Regions from separate parts of the Neogale vison genome. Here region 2 is linked to region 1. A link is a contact called in public Hi-C data. All regions are on one chromosome and are shown on one strand. The core of a region is the stretch at or near the end of the contact, and the rest is flanking DNA. Distances in the headings are between cores, read along the strand shown. Region 1 has its middle 35 kb from the start of PDIA4. Region 2 holds the start of LOC122904168 (profilin-1).

Region 1 (6,975 bases), core at 1,466-3,965:
TGGTTACTGATGATGAGTGTGGAAAGAAATGCCCAACATTCCCCCCCACTACCACCACCACCAAATTCTGGACCAATTCAGGAACAAATTCCACGCAGCAGGATAGAGGAAGGAAATAAGTCCCCGGTGTAGTTTCCAGGAGAGGCTAGGATGCAGGCTGAGGAATGATGTGTGCCTCCCTGGGGATTTGGAGGCAAGTCAGCAGATCCGCAACCTGGGAAGAGGTAGAAGTGCAGAGTCTTGTGACTTTTAGGGAAATGCTGGGACTGGGCAGCAGAAAGGGAACAAGATAAAGTAGCTCTGCGAGCAGCCAGCCACAGGCAGAAGGGAGTCAGCCTGGGTGTGGTGGGGGGAGGAGAGCGGGGGTTGGAGATGGCTATGAGCAGAACCATTCAGACCCAAAGCCCTCAAAATGAAAAAACAACAGAGAAACAGCTTGTCCCCACGGCATGCGAATCCAAGGAGAGCATGTGCCAGAGGATGTGCCAGGGAGGCAGGCTCACGGGGAACAGGACACTGTCCAATGAGACCAAGAAACAATCATAAAGCCGATTAGAAGGTGGCCTGCTTTTTATTATCATTATGCACTGGTAATTTTAAACAACGCCAGAAATAAAATTCTCCTCTCCCCAAATCTCTTGGTTGTCCGAGTTGTAAAATATTGCTGCTACTCTTGAATTTAATAAATATCTCTAAAATTGGGATTCGCCTATTTTAAATGCTCCCTTTAATACACATCCTATTCTGTATGGAAGTTAATTTGGAGAACCCTTGGGCATAGAGTCAACAAGTACCTGTGGACTCAGCTGGAGCATTTATTTGTCTGAGGAGGGAGTTCCTGTGGTTCCCCAGGATTCAACATTATGAAAAGTTACGTGGACATCTATGGACCACTTCATTCAAAAGTGGAATTTACATTCTTCTCTAGCGCGCATGGGACATTCACCAAGACAGACCAGTTCTGGGTCATAAAACACACCTTAACAAATTTAAAAGGCTAGAAATCGTAAAATGTCTGCTCCAGACCGCAAAAGAATTAAACTGCACTCCAGTAACAGAAAGATAGCTGGGGAATCCAAAATGCTTGGTGATTAAACAGCACACTTGCAAATAACCCATGAGTCAGAGAAGAAACCCCAAGAAAAATTTATTCTGTTCAATTTTGTTGTGATCCTAAAACTGCCCTAAAAGTTAAGTCTATTAACAACACTGAAAAATCGTAAGATAGTGATTGTTCAGACAAGAAACAGAACTTGAGAGACTTGATTTTTATCATCCTATGTCACCACTTGGAATTGTTATTTGTGAAAGCTTAATTTAAAATTAATTTAGATGAATTTTGAAGTTTTATTTTAAAATAAATTCGTTTAAATTGGTTTTTAAATTAATATTGATTTTTTTTTCCATTTAAAATTTAAAAGTCTATTTTCTACAGGCAGCCACAGGGGGAACTGCGAGTTATGATATTTTTATTTAGTAAGTGCAAATTTTAATTCATACGTGAAATAATTTACCGACTTTAGATAAAATCTTTAAAATGTACATTTCTTCCTTTTCAAATTGTCAGTCGCTTGTTTTAAAACAAACGAAGGAAAGAGCGATCAGTCCTGATGATTACAGGGGTAGGACTGAAAATATCGGTCGTACAGAAGAATGCTCCAAATGACCCCATCCGGGGTCAAGCAGGGGGTCGCGGCTGCTGGACCCGAAGATGAGAACTTCCCCCAAGCGCCGCGCGCCCACCTCTGGCTGTGCACCCGGGTCGGCAGACGGTACCCCGCGGCCCGCCAAGCTCCGGGACGCGGACGCGCGCTCAGACGGGACTGCGCAGTCCCGGCCGGGCGGGGGAAGGGCGGGGGAAGGGCCCCGGGAGACGCGCCTCCAGGTCCCGGGGGAAACCAAGGAAATTGCTCGTCCCACGACTTCTGTCTGCGGTTACCTCGCGCGTCTTTTCGGCCTGGCAGCATTGTAAAACTGACTTCCACTAATATGCCGTCTCGGCCTCCATGCACGTCCCCTTCTGTTCGCACGGGGGGACCCCCGGATCCTCTCCCGGGACGGGGGCTGGCAGCACCCAGTTCTCGTAGAAACAAAATCGCTTGGTGAGAGCGGCAGACCACTGCCATGGAGCCTGGCCGGTAAAGCACGAGCGAGGACGCCGGGCGGGTGAAGAAGATCAGGCCCCAGGCGGTCGGGCTCCGGGCTGGGGGCGCAGGGCCGCCGAGCATCCCTGCACCTGCGTCCCGGGAAGGGCAGTTCGGAGAGGCGGAAGAGATCCGCCCCCCACATGCCGTCCCCACAAGCGTCCTGCCTAGGAAGACGCCCTGACAAGACAAATGCAGATTTAAGGCAAATCGTGTCACTTCGGTGTACTTAACAGAACCGCCAGCACCCACCTTTTGGATTCTGGTGGATGTGGCCGCTACTTGTTTGCATGCAAATCACCCACAATGCTCTGAGCAGCCTGGCCCGGAGCTCTCTTAAGTCCATTGAAGAGAGAAAGACTTTTTTCTCGACAGAGTTGTCTCGTGTTTTTGTCTTTAAAATACGTGGTTTATATATGAAGACTTTATTTAGACGTTTAAAAGTAATTCCTACTATAATCACCCTAAGTGAAGAGAAGAAAGAACTTTGGAGACTTATATAACTGGCAATAGGCACCTTTTCTTCGGCTGGTCCGAGTGCAGTGGTGTTTACAATTAATTGATCACAGCCAGTTACAGATTTCTTTGTTCCTTCTCCACTCCCACTGCTTCACTTGACTAGCCTTTTGCTGCGCGGGGGGAAGGTAGGGGCCGCAATTCTTTCCCCCTATAGGCCAGGCAACTACTAGCTCCTGACTGACGGTTTCTTAAACACACCAGTAAACGCATTGTGCATGATGAAGACCTGCCAGGAGAGAGGACTGCTAGACAGCAGCATTTTGGGGTCTGCATGGATCATGCTGAAAAGGAACGTCCTCTTGTCTCCAGATTTTCTTGGAAACAGGGGGAGCCAGGGTTTAGGTGACCTAGGGAATGAACCACGCTTCATGTGCCTCCTTATCCCCAGTGTCAGGTGTGCCGGAGCGAGGGCAGGAGAGCAAGGGGGTAGCATAATGGAGTGCAAAGAGCACAAGCAAGTTGCAAAGTAATTCGCATAGCATGCTTCTGCGTCACTCTGTAAAGCAAAACAATGTATGTATCTAGAAGTTTGTGTTCACAGAAAACACAGAGAAAGATGACAAAGGAAATCCCAAGGATGTTATGGCTTGGCAGAAGGGATGCTTTAGTCTCTTCTGAACCCTCGACAAACTGCCCGTGGACCCTTATGCATTCCGCTGACTCTGTGGTTCATGGTATTAGCTCCACACCCTGGGTCCACCAAGCTTTGCTTTTCCAGTAAAACATCAAGATTTTGGTATTGAAAAAAATCCCCTTTCCCTTTTCAAATGCCAGGTTTTTGCAAATCAAGATCATTTTGGCTTCAAACTACAGTGTATGCAAATACACTAGCAAATACACAGCAGAATATACCATGCAATATTTGGGATATACAAAAAAATCATTGTTATCTTAGCATCTTGTATTTTATTTGGCAACCCTATCTCAGTCACATGAGTCTCAGGAAAGAAGTAATGCTGGACACTGTTCCTTCTAGAGTTATTCTATTACTCTGGTCCGGCCATTCATTATTGCTTCTCAGGTATTATTATCTGGCTAGGAATCCTCAGGAGAGGAGACGCATCTCATCAAGACTAACGGGGTTGTGCAGTCCCCTAGCCTACAGGATGAGATTTTCTTAGGGTCAGAGAAACTGACTCTGCTCTCAAGTTCCTCTGTGTCCCTGTTGACGTTTATTCCACCATCAATTACTTATATCCCCTGAACCCGATCTCATTTTATTACCGACCTATCTGGAATTGCTCTAGATTTGTGTTTGAAGGACATGTTTCCATTGATTGGGTCACCACAGCAGTTGATTTATGGCTTTGTTACCATTATTTGTCAGGGTGGTGTTTTTTTTTAATGATTTATTTATTATTTTAGAGAGAGATACCAAGTGTGGGGGGAAGGAGAGAATCTCAAACAGACTCCTACCCGAGCGTGGAGCCCGCTGCAGGGCTCCATCCCAGGACCCTGAGCTCATGACCTGAGCCAAAATCAAGAGTTGGGGGCTCAACAGACTGAGCCACCCAGGCATTCCACTTTGTGGGTTTTTCACTGTGGGGTAGCAGAGAGAGCTCTTGAAGAAGAAAAGTTATGTTGGTCCCACAAGTCGTGAACTCTGTGGTGGGCCGTGAGCTACCCATGTGTTCTCAGAGACTCAGTTTCTTCATTTGTGGAATGGTAATGTCTGCCCCACTAACCTAACTGGGTTGTAAAGAATATTGTGAAATGAATAATATGAACATATTTTGCATCTTATAAAATACAGTACGAACTGGGGATTTTCTTTGGCAAGCGTGGAGCATTTGGCCATGGCCAGCAGACCGTTGTTTCCTCAGAGTATCACTCATTGCTCTTCAGCCATGGTAATCCTGTGTTAATTGCTGGGGTATGATCATAGCTAATCAATTGGCTTGAACAAGCCACTGTAGGTAAGGTGGTCCGCCTCGTATGTGTATCTATTACTGAGGAAGCAGGGCAGTGTACAGGAAAGGGCATGAGATTCAGATCGAGAACACCCACCGGAGCCCTTGGTCTCTAAATCCTAGGGTGCTGCTCATAACACTGTCTTACCTCCCTATGGGGTCACCTTGAGACTCCACAAGACAGTGCTCACAGAAGCACTAGGGAAATCCAGTGTGTTCCCGGATTGCCTACACCTATGAGAACCTATGAGAACAAACCAAATAGCTTCCTTTATTAGATACACATTTGTGGCCGGCATATGGCACTACACCTTGCTTCTGACCCTGTTAGGAATTACACTTCTAGGGTGCTTGGGTGGCTCAGTCCACTAAGTGCCTGCTCTCCACGCAGGTCATGATCCCAGGGTCTCAGGATCGAGCCTGCATCCTGCTCAGTGGGAAGCCTCCTTCTGGTTCTCCCTGTCCTTTTGTCTGCCTGCTTGTGCTTTATCAAATAAATACTCAAAATTTTAAAATAAAAAAAAAAAAAAGGAATTACACTTCCATTTCATAAAGGAGAAAGGTGAATCAGTGTCATGACCCCTGCTTACAGAGGAGGAGGCAGCTGAATGGGTCCCAAGGTTACACAAGAGTGTAAGGGCAGAACCAGGATGACGAAGGGACTCGGAGGCCCCACCTGAGTGTCCCACAATGCACTCTCCCTTCTCTACCTTCTTGTCTGTCCCCAGACTCCCGGACTTGGTTTTTCTTCTTCCTAAATGTTTCCTCCTTGAGAATGTCCATATCTCTGTCTTCAAAACTTAACGGGATTGCCAACTTTGAAATGTCTCCTAATTTTGCCCATTAAGTTGTGTCATCACATTTTAGTCTCTCATTCTGCGGATACTCAACACATTTAAAAATCCTTGCACATCATCAAAGACTTTTCCTTTGGTGTTTGGTTTGGTTTGGTTTGCAAATGACATAAGGAATACAGAAATCAAAAGAAACCCCACTCTAAAATAGAACCCCCCCCCCCGATAATCTAGCAACTGCACTACTAGGCATTCACCCAAAGGACACAAAAATACAGATTCAATGGGCACTTGCCCCGGATGTTTACAGCGGCATCATCAGCAACACCACACTGTGGAAGCAGCCCGTGTTCCTCCACTGATGATGGGATCAAGATAGGGTGTATGTCTGTACAATGGAATGTTACTCGGCCATCAAAAAGAATGAAATCTTGTCATTTGCAACAACACAGATGGAGCTTGTGTGTTCTGCTAAGTGAAATAAGTCAGAGAAAAACAAATACCATATGATTTCACTCGCATGTGGAATTTAAGAAACAAAACAGATAAACACAGGGGAAGGGGAAAAACCAGAAAGAGAAGGAAACAAACCATTAAAGACTCTTTATGCTAGAGAACATATTGCGGGTTGATGGAGGGAGGCGGGTGGGAGATGGGCTGGAGAGGCGATGGGGATTCAGGAGGACATTTGTCGTGATGAGCACTGGGTGCTGTTCGTAAGTGATGAATCACTGAGTTCATCACTGAACAGCATGTTAACTAACTAGAATTAAATAAACATTGGAGAAGAAAAAAAAGAGTTACTGGCAGGTAGCAGGTATTCAATAAAGATTTGTGGAATAAAAAAACACGCTATTAAAAAGTGAGAAAAATAAAGGCCTTTTTATTTCCTTTCCTTGATCTCTTAAAATATATATACTACCTTCATCATCTCTATTTGATTTGGGGGGCAGGGAGGAGGGTCTGTGTTGGCTTCCCCAAGCTCATCATTAGGTCCTAAAGGTGAAGGACTATATTTTAAAATATCGTTTTGTATTTCCAGCCCTTACCTTGATGATACAAACATAGCAGCACTACTTGGTAGTGTTGACTTAATTTTTTTTTTTTTTTTTAGGATTTTATTTATTTATTTGACAGAGATCACAAGTAGGCAGAGAGTCAGGCAGAGAAAGGGGGAAGCAGGCTCCCTGCTGAGCAGAGAGCCCCGTCTGGGGCTTGACCCTAGGATCCTGAGATCATGACCTGAGCCCACCGAACAGACTCAACCCGCCAAGCCACCCAATGGCCCCTTGACTTGACATTTTTATAAAGAAAAGTGGAGAACGAATTTAATGTGGTAGGGGGAGGGGGACTCAGCAAAAGACCAGTCAAGTGCAGTAGTGAGAAGGGGGGAAAGAGTAGAACAAGGAGTTCAATCTGTAACTGACTGTGAACAATCAATTGAGATGACTCACTACCTTCGGACCAGCCAGTTTCCTTCATACGGCTTGAAGTATTTAAGGCTCGAGACTTTGCCCATTTTTAGCTTACAGTGACATTTCGGTCATGGCCCATAAATAACTATATTCACAGTATCGATCATATGCATCCTTTAACAGTTCCTCGGTG
Region 2 (6,690 bases), core at 1,463-3,962, 47 kb after region 1:
ACCTGGCATGTGCTCCGGGAAGGGCCAAGGGAGCAGCACAGCCGTCTCATGTGTGAATCTTTTTTTTAAAGGTTTTTATTTAAGTGATCTCCACATCCCCACGTGGGGCTCGAACTCAGGACCCCAAGATCGAGTCACATGCTCTACTGACTGAGCCAGGCAGCCAGGGGCCCCTCCTATGAGGGTCTTAACTTCCTCCTTCTGAAACTGCCTTCTTTCATAGACCACACATGGACCTCTTTGTGGAAAGATACATTCCTTTCCTCCTTGGCTCTGTGAGCCCAGCTGGCCTGCATTTTTATTAGCTTCTAGTCTACTTGGGCAGCAGCCACCCCTTGTCATGGGGTTGAGACTCAGCTGAGGTGCCAGTTTCTCTGCGGCAGTCTCCCTGGCCCCTCCAGTTCTGGTCCAGTGTCCTTCCAGTGCACTGTCCTCCCCCTGGTGCTCTCCCCCTGGCCTGGCACTCATTCCACTGGACTGTATCTGTCCCTGTATTCCTCTTTCTGCCCACGAGACTGTGAGTTCTTGAGGACAGAGATGGTGCCTGGCCATATCAGTGGCCTGTCGGATGCACAGGGCTGCTTTCCTTCCTGCTGATGTCCTTTGACCTGGTACTTTGCAAACATCCACTTGTGGTTGTCACACTTTGCTGTGATTGTTTATGATCCCAGTGAAATATTCTGAATTTTTTTAAAAAGATCTATTTATTTATTTGAGACAGAGAGGGCACAAGTGTGAGCAGGGGGAGGGGCAGAGGGAAAGAGAGAGAGAGAGAGAGAGAATCTCAAGCAGACTCCCTGCTGAGAACAGAGCCCAATGAGGTTGGGCCTGATCTCACGATCCTGAGATCATGACCTGAGCTCAGATCAAGAGTCAGATGCTCAACTGACTGAGCCACCCAGATGCCCCTACCTACTCCTCATTTTATAGCAATAGAATCACCCTTATTGAAATGATTACCAAATCTATAACTCTAGATTCACTGTCGGGGTTAATTTCAGTCATGTTACATTATCTCTTATGTTTTTTTCCACTTCCACATTGATTCGTCTTGTCAACTAACCCATTTCCATGAACGGTGTCTCTGCCTTTTCCTTGCCCTTGTCTTTCTCTTCCCTTCCTTTCTTGAACCACTCCTTTCCAAAATCACTACATGGAGCCCAGTGAGGTAAGCATCCCCACCAGTGGGAGGATTGGGGGGATTGGGGCAGCCCAGAGCAGAGCGTCAGAGCAGCAGGGGTGATCAGGGCAGGGAGCAGTGGCCATGTGGGATGGCTTACATACAGGGGGGCTGGCCAGATAAGTAAATATATTAAGGATAATGAGCGCAAAGCTTCTTCTTCTTCTTCTTCTTTTTTTTTTTTAAGATTTTATTTATTTATTTGACAGACAGAGGTCTCATGTAGGCAGAGAGGCAGGCAGAGGGGCAGGGGAAAGCAGGCCCCCGCTGAGCAGAGAGCCCGATGTGGGGCTCGATCCCAGGAACCTGGGATCATGAGATCATGAGATCATGACCTGAGCCGAAGGCAGAGGCTTAACCCACTGAGCCACCCAGGTGCCTCAGCACAAAGCTTTATACTGTCTAAGACAGAGTTACAAATATGAGAAGGGAAAAAACTGGAAAGGACACTGCGGTGTCAGACTGAAATTGACAGTATTGCTGGGCAATCATTTTTTACTTTTTTTTTTTTTTGAAGATTTTATTTATTTGAGAGAGAGAGAGTGAGACAGAGCATGAGAGGGAAGAAGGTCAGAGGGAGAAGCAGACTCGCCGTGGAGCTGCGGGACTCAATCCTGGGACTCCAGTGTCATGACCCGGGCCATCATTTTTAAAAAAGAGAAAGGGAAAGGAGTGTACATGTAAACATGTGTCTGCTATACGTATGCATGTCCTTGCTCAAGCCACTGAGACAGCCTGGGAGTAGCAACCCTCGAGGGGCAATGAGCACACCTAACACCAGACCTTGGCTTCTAATCCACTGCCCGCCGCAAGGAACCAGGGCTCCTCGTGGAAATGTTGGGCTCCAATGCTCAGTCAGGGAATCTAGGAGATGTGCCTGGAACGGCTTGTGCCAGAGAACAAAGGAAGTTGCTCAAGAATGATGGGAAGGGGTCAAAAGGACACAGAAACCCTGTGTAAGGGGAGCCCCCACAGGCCAAACTTGGGATAATTAGAGCATCGCAATAAATACAGATAGGAAAGGATTGTAAACCATTGGATAAAATAAGAATAAAATAGGAAACTGTGAGTCCATACAGATAAAAAATACATAGCTAAATTGGGGCGCCTGGGGAGCTCAGTTGGTTAACCCTCTGCCTTCAGCTCCTTGTGATCTCAGGGTCCTGGGATTGAGCCCTGCATTGGGCTCTCCACTCAACAGGGAGTCAGCTTCTCCCTCTCCTTCTCCCTCTGTGCTCTCTCTTCCAATAACTAAAATCTTTTAATATATATATATATACAGCTAAATAAATGAAAAATTTGATGAGGAATGGGATATTTGCATGGTTTCAAAGTACAGTCCCACAAAAGCACCGCATGTTTAATAATAACAAAGAAGAAAAAAAGTAACTTCACAGAGGAGAAATCTGGCAGATACTACCTTAACTAAGTGATCAAGGTGAACATCATCAGTAACGGAATGAATCAAAATCACGTGCATTGAGGTGGCGGTGCGAGGGCTGCTGCACAGCCGAGCGGAGCCGCGGTCCGGACGGCAGCGCGCGCCCCGAGCTCTCCGCCTCCCCCCGCCCGCCAGCCCGAGGCCCCCGAGCCCAGCCCGCCACCCCAGCAGCAGCGCCGAGAGCAGCCCCCGCAGCAGCGCCATGGCCGGGTGGAACGCCTACATCGACAACCTCATGGCGGACGGGACCTGTCAGGACGCGGCCATCGTGGGCTATAAGGACTCGCCCTCCGTTTGGGCCGCCGTCCCCGGGAAGACCTTCGTCAACATCACGCCAGCTGAGGTTGGTGTCCTGGTTGGCAAAGACCGATCAAGTTTTTTCGTGAACGGGCTGACACTTGGGGGCCAGAAATGTTCTGTTATCCGGGACTCACTGCTGCAGGATGGGGAGTTTACCATGGACCTTCGTACCAAGAGCACCGGTGGAGCCCCCACTTTCAACATCACTGTCACCATGACTGCCAAGACGCTAGTCCTGCTGATGGGCAAAGAAGGTGTCCACGGTGGTATGATCAACAAGAAATGTTATGAAATGGCCTCCCACCTGCGGCGTTCCCAGTACTGACCTCGTCCGTCCCTGCCCCCCACCACTCCCCATGGCTTTTGCACCCCTGTCCTTCCCAGACACACACATACACCATTTTTATTTTTTGGGCCATTACCCCACACCCCTTATTGCTGCCAAAACCACATGGGCTGGGGGCTGGGGCTGGATGGACAGACACCTCCCCCTACCCAAACCCCTCCTGTGTGTGGTTGGAAAACTTTTTTTGTTTTTTGGGTTTTTTTTTTCTGAATAAAAAAGATTCTACTAAAAAAAAAAAAAAAAAAAAATCACGTGCATTGAGAACACAGCACAGCTCCCTGCCGTGGGCAAATAACCCAAACCACATCCCAAAGACACAGCAGACACACCCAATCTAAGGGGCATTCTACAAACAACTATCCTGTATTCTTGAAAAGCAGGAAGGTCCTGATGGCTTAACGTTGTCTCTCTCTCTCTCTTTTTTTTTTTTTTTAAGATTTTATTTATTTATTTGACAGACAGAGATCACAAGTAGGCAGAGAGGCAGGCAGAGAGAGGAAGGGAAGCAGGCTCCCTGCTGAGCAGAAAGCCCGATGTGGGGCTTGATCCCAGGACCCTGGGATCATGACCTGAGCCGAAGGCAGAGGCTTTAACCCACTGAGCCACCCAGGTGCCCCATCTTTTTTTTTTTTTTTTGTCCTAGAAACTTCCTGGGGGCCGAACAAGCAAGCTGCAACACCTGAATGTTCTTTCTACTGCCCACGTTCCCAGGGCTACATGCTAGTAGGTACCTGCTCCGAGCCCCAGGACTCAACAGGTGACCGTTACTACCTAGTGAAGACGGTCAACTTCTCAGACCAGGACACTCATTACGTCCCTCCCTTCCACGTTTTCATCTTTACTACATACAACCCCCCCTTCTCTCAACAATTTCCTTGTCTCTTGGGACCCTATTTTGTAAGAGGAAACTCAACTCCAGACACCTTAAATAAGAGGGAGAGGTCTCTGGTTCGCATAACTGGAGAGCCAGGGGTGGTAGGAGTTCAGGCACAGTTTACTCCAGGGCCCAACAGGAAGAACAGGAAGAGGTCTCCCGGTCTCTCAGTTCTGCTTCCATATGTTGGTTGAGAAGTTCTTAGGGTCACATCCTTCCTCATTCCTACCCAGCAGGAAAGAGGGTGTTTCCCCCCATGTAAGTCATCCTCACTGAATAAAAAAGTTATGACATGATTTTCAAATAGTAAAATTGCAGGCATTTTCTCTTCTCCCTGCAGGAAAACCCTAAGGGGCTGGAGAAAGGGGATCACTTTCTGTGCAGTTACACTCTTTCACGCCTGTGTGGATCACTTCCTAAACCACTGCTGAATCTTCAACAGCAAGTGACTCAAAAATAAATGTACATGACTTTAAAAGTCATTGGAGGGGGCGAGTCAGAGAATCCTACCTGGACGTCAGAGTAAAGTCTGGCCAAGCAGCAAACAGAATTGCTGAAACCTGGTTGGTCTTTGACTGATGAATTACTCTCAAATGTTCAACAAAAACACATCAGGCCTAGAGAGATCAGTCTCATAGATATTCCTCATAACATGTGAGAAAAGTTCCTTCTTGGGGTGCCTGGGTGGCTCAGCTGGTTAAGTGTCTGCCTTTGGCTTGGGTCATGATCTCAGGGTCCTGGGATCGAGCCCCGCATCGGGCTCCCTACTCTGCAGGGATCCTGCTTCTCCCACTCCCACTGCTTGTACTCTCTCCCTATCTGTCAAAAAAATAAACAAAACCTTTTTTTAAAAAGTTCCTTTTTTTTTTTCCTTGAGAGAGAAAGAGAGCACTCATGGGGAGATGGAGGGTGGGCAGAGAGAGAGAGAGAGAACCCCAAGCAGGCTCCACGCAAAACATGGAACCCAATGTAGGACTCAAGCTCACAACCCTGAGTTGGTGACCCAAACCAAAATCAATAGACGGATGTTTAACCGACTGAGCCAACCAGGTGCCCCGTGAAAAGTTCCTTCTTCCGCTCATCCAGATTCTCCTCCATCGGTGCTTAGAAACAGATGGCTACATCATCAAAAGGACACTGCCACCTGGAGCCACAAACACACCTGCTTTAGTCTCAGGACGGCTCCACACCTGTCCCCATCAGAAATGTTTAGAAACCTTCTACTGTTCCTATCATTAAGGGTTCTGACACGGATCTTGAGAAGCCAGACTTTTCAATGTGTAAGGCAGGCGAGGCTTTGATGACATAATTCCAGGAAGAACTTTTGACTCTCCTGGCCCTCCTTCTACAAGTTAACAGACACTTCACACAAACAAGACACTCACCCTGGCAGAGGTGGAATGTTGAATACGCAGGTTCTCATTTCAAGAAGAAAACGTGTGTCTTGGAGGGACCCATAAGGGAGTCAGGCAGTGGAATTGCCACAGACACTCATTTCTAACTGGAGGAACACAACCTGAAATGGATAGTTTGATTCAATTAAATAAGCCTTTGAGTACATACCATAGGACACCGTCACATCCTACAGGATGTAGTCATGTCAACAAGGTGCAGTAGTGAGGGATAAAGGCTGCACAGAACTGTCTTCAACACTTTCCAGGAGATATGTTTAAAACACCTGTGTTCGCCCCAAGCCGCAGCTTTGAAGCCTGAACAACGAAGTCGGTAGCCCCGACCCAACTCGGCTTAACTCAGCCTCACCCAACCCAATCTGAGACTCGCCTCTCCCTGGGCTTGGAACAGCTCTCTGATCTTAGGCTTCTCTGCAATTTCAGCTAGAATGCTGTGGCGGGCCCTTCGCAGAGTGGGTCAAAAGCTGGTACACAGATGGGCGCTGGAGCCAGGCATGGCTGAGACTCGCCTTGCCCGATGCCTGAGCACCCTGGATTTAGTGGCCCTGGTTGTGGGCAGCACCTTGGGTGCAGGTGTGTATGTCCTGGCTGGTGAGGTGGCCAAAGATAAAGCAGGACCGTCCATTGTGATCTGCTTTTTGGTGGCTGCCCTGTCTTCTGTGTTGGCCGGACGGTGCTATGCGGAGTTTGGTGCCCGAGTCCCCCGTTCTGGTTCTGCATATCTCTACAGTTATGTCACAGTGGGTGAGCTCTGGGCCTTCACCACGGGCTGGAACCTCATCCTGTCCTATGTTATAGGTACAGCCAGTGTGGCCCGGGCCTGGAGCTCGGCGTCTGACAACCTGATTGGGAACCACATCTCTCAGACCCTGCAGGGGAGTTTCTCACTGCATGTTCCCCATGTCCTTGCAGAATATCCAGACTTCTTTGCTCTGGGCCTTGTGTTGTTGCTCACTGGATTGCTGGCTCCGGGGGCTAGTGAGTCAGCCCTGGTCACCAAAGTGTTCATAGTGGTGAACCTTTTGGTTCTCGGTTTTGTCATCATCTCGGGCTTCATTAAGGGGGACCTGCACAAATTGGAAACTCACAGAAGAGGACTACAGACTGACCATAGCTGGCCTCAATGACACCAATAGC

Evidence for each region. Hi-C and Micro-C count contacts between places; a contact is called where the count stands out from the background.
Region 2: a contact with region 1 is called in a Hi-C map of fibroblasts, with 4 times the contacts expected there. The contact joins the promoter of LOC122904168 here to the enhancer-like site in region 1. A contact is called at or near these places in 3 of 3 Hi-C or Micro-C datasets (fibroblasts, muscle and tongue).

What each region holds. Positions count from the first base shown.
Region 1 is chr4:224,692,211-224,699,185 of ASM_NN_V1, forward strand. No RefSeq gene overlaps it. Among named protein-coding and RNA genes, the nearest start is that of PDIA4, 35 kb to the right of the region's middle. Within about 2 kb of position 2,716, the one cell type or tissue checked has open chromatin away from gene starts, as enhancers often do. A contact at or near this core is called in fibroblasts, where this site is marked.
Region 2 is chr4:224,739,370-224,746,059 of ASM_NN_V1, forward strand. LOC122904168 (profilin-1) reads left to right here and starts at 2,713. Exons shown (of 1, transcript XM_044244642.1): 1 at 2,713-3,490. The coding sequence starts at 2,824. The coding sequence ends at 3,246. It overlaps LOC122904169 (cationic amino acid transporter 3-like), which reads left to right and starts at 5,953. Exons shown (of 2, transcript XM_044244643.1): 1 at 5,953-6,626; 2 at 6,628-6,690. The coding sequence starts at 5,982.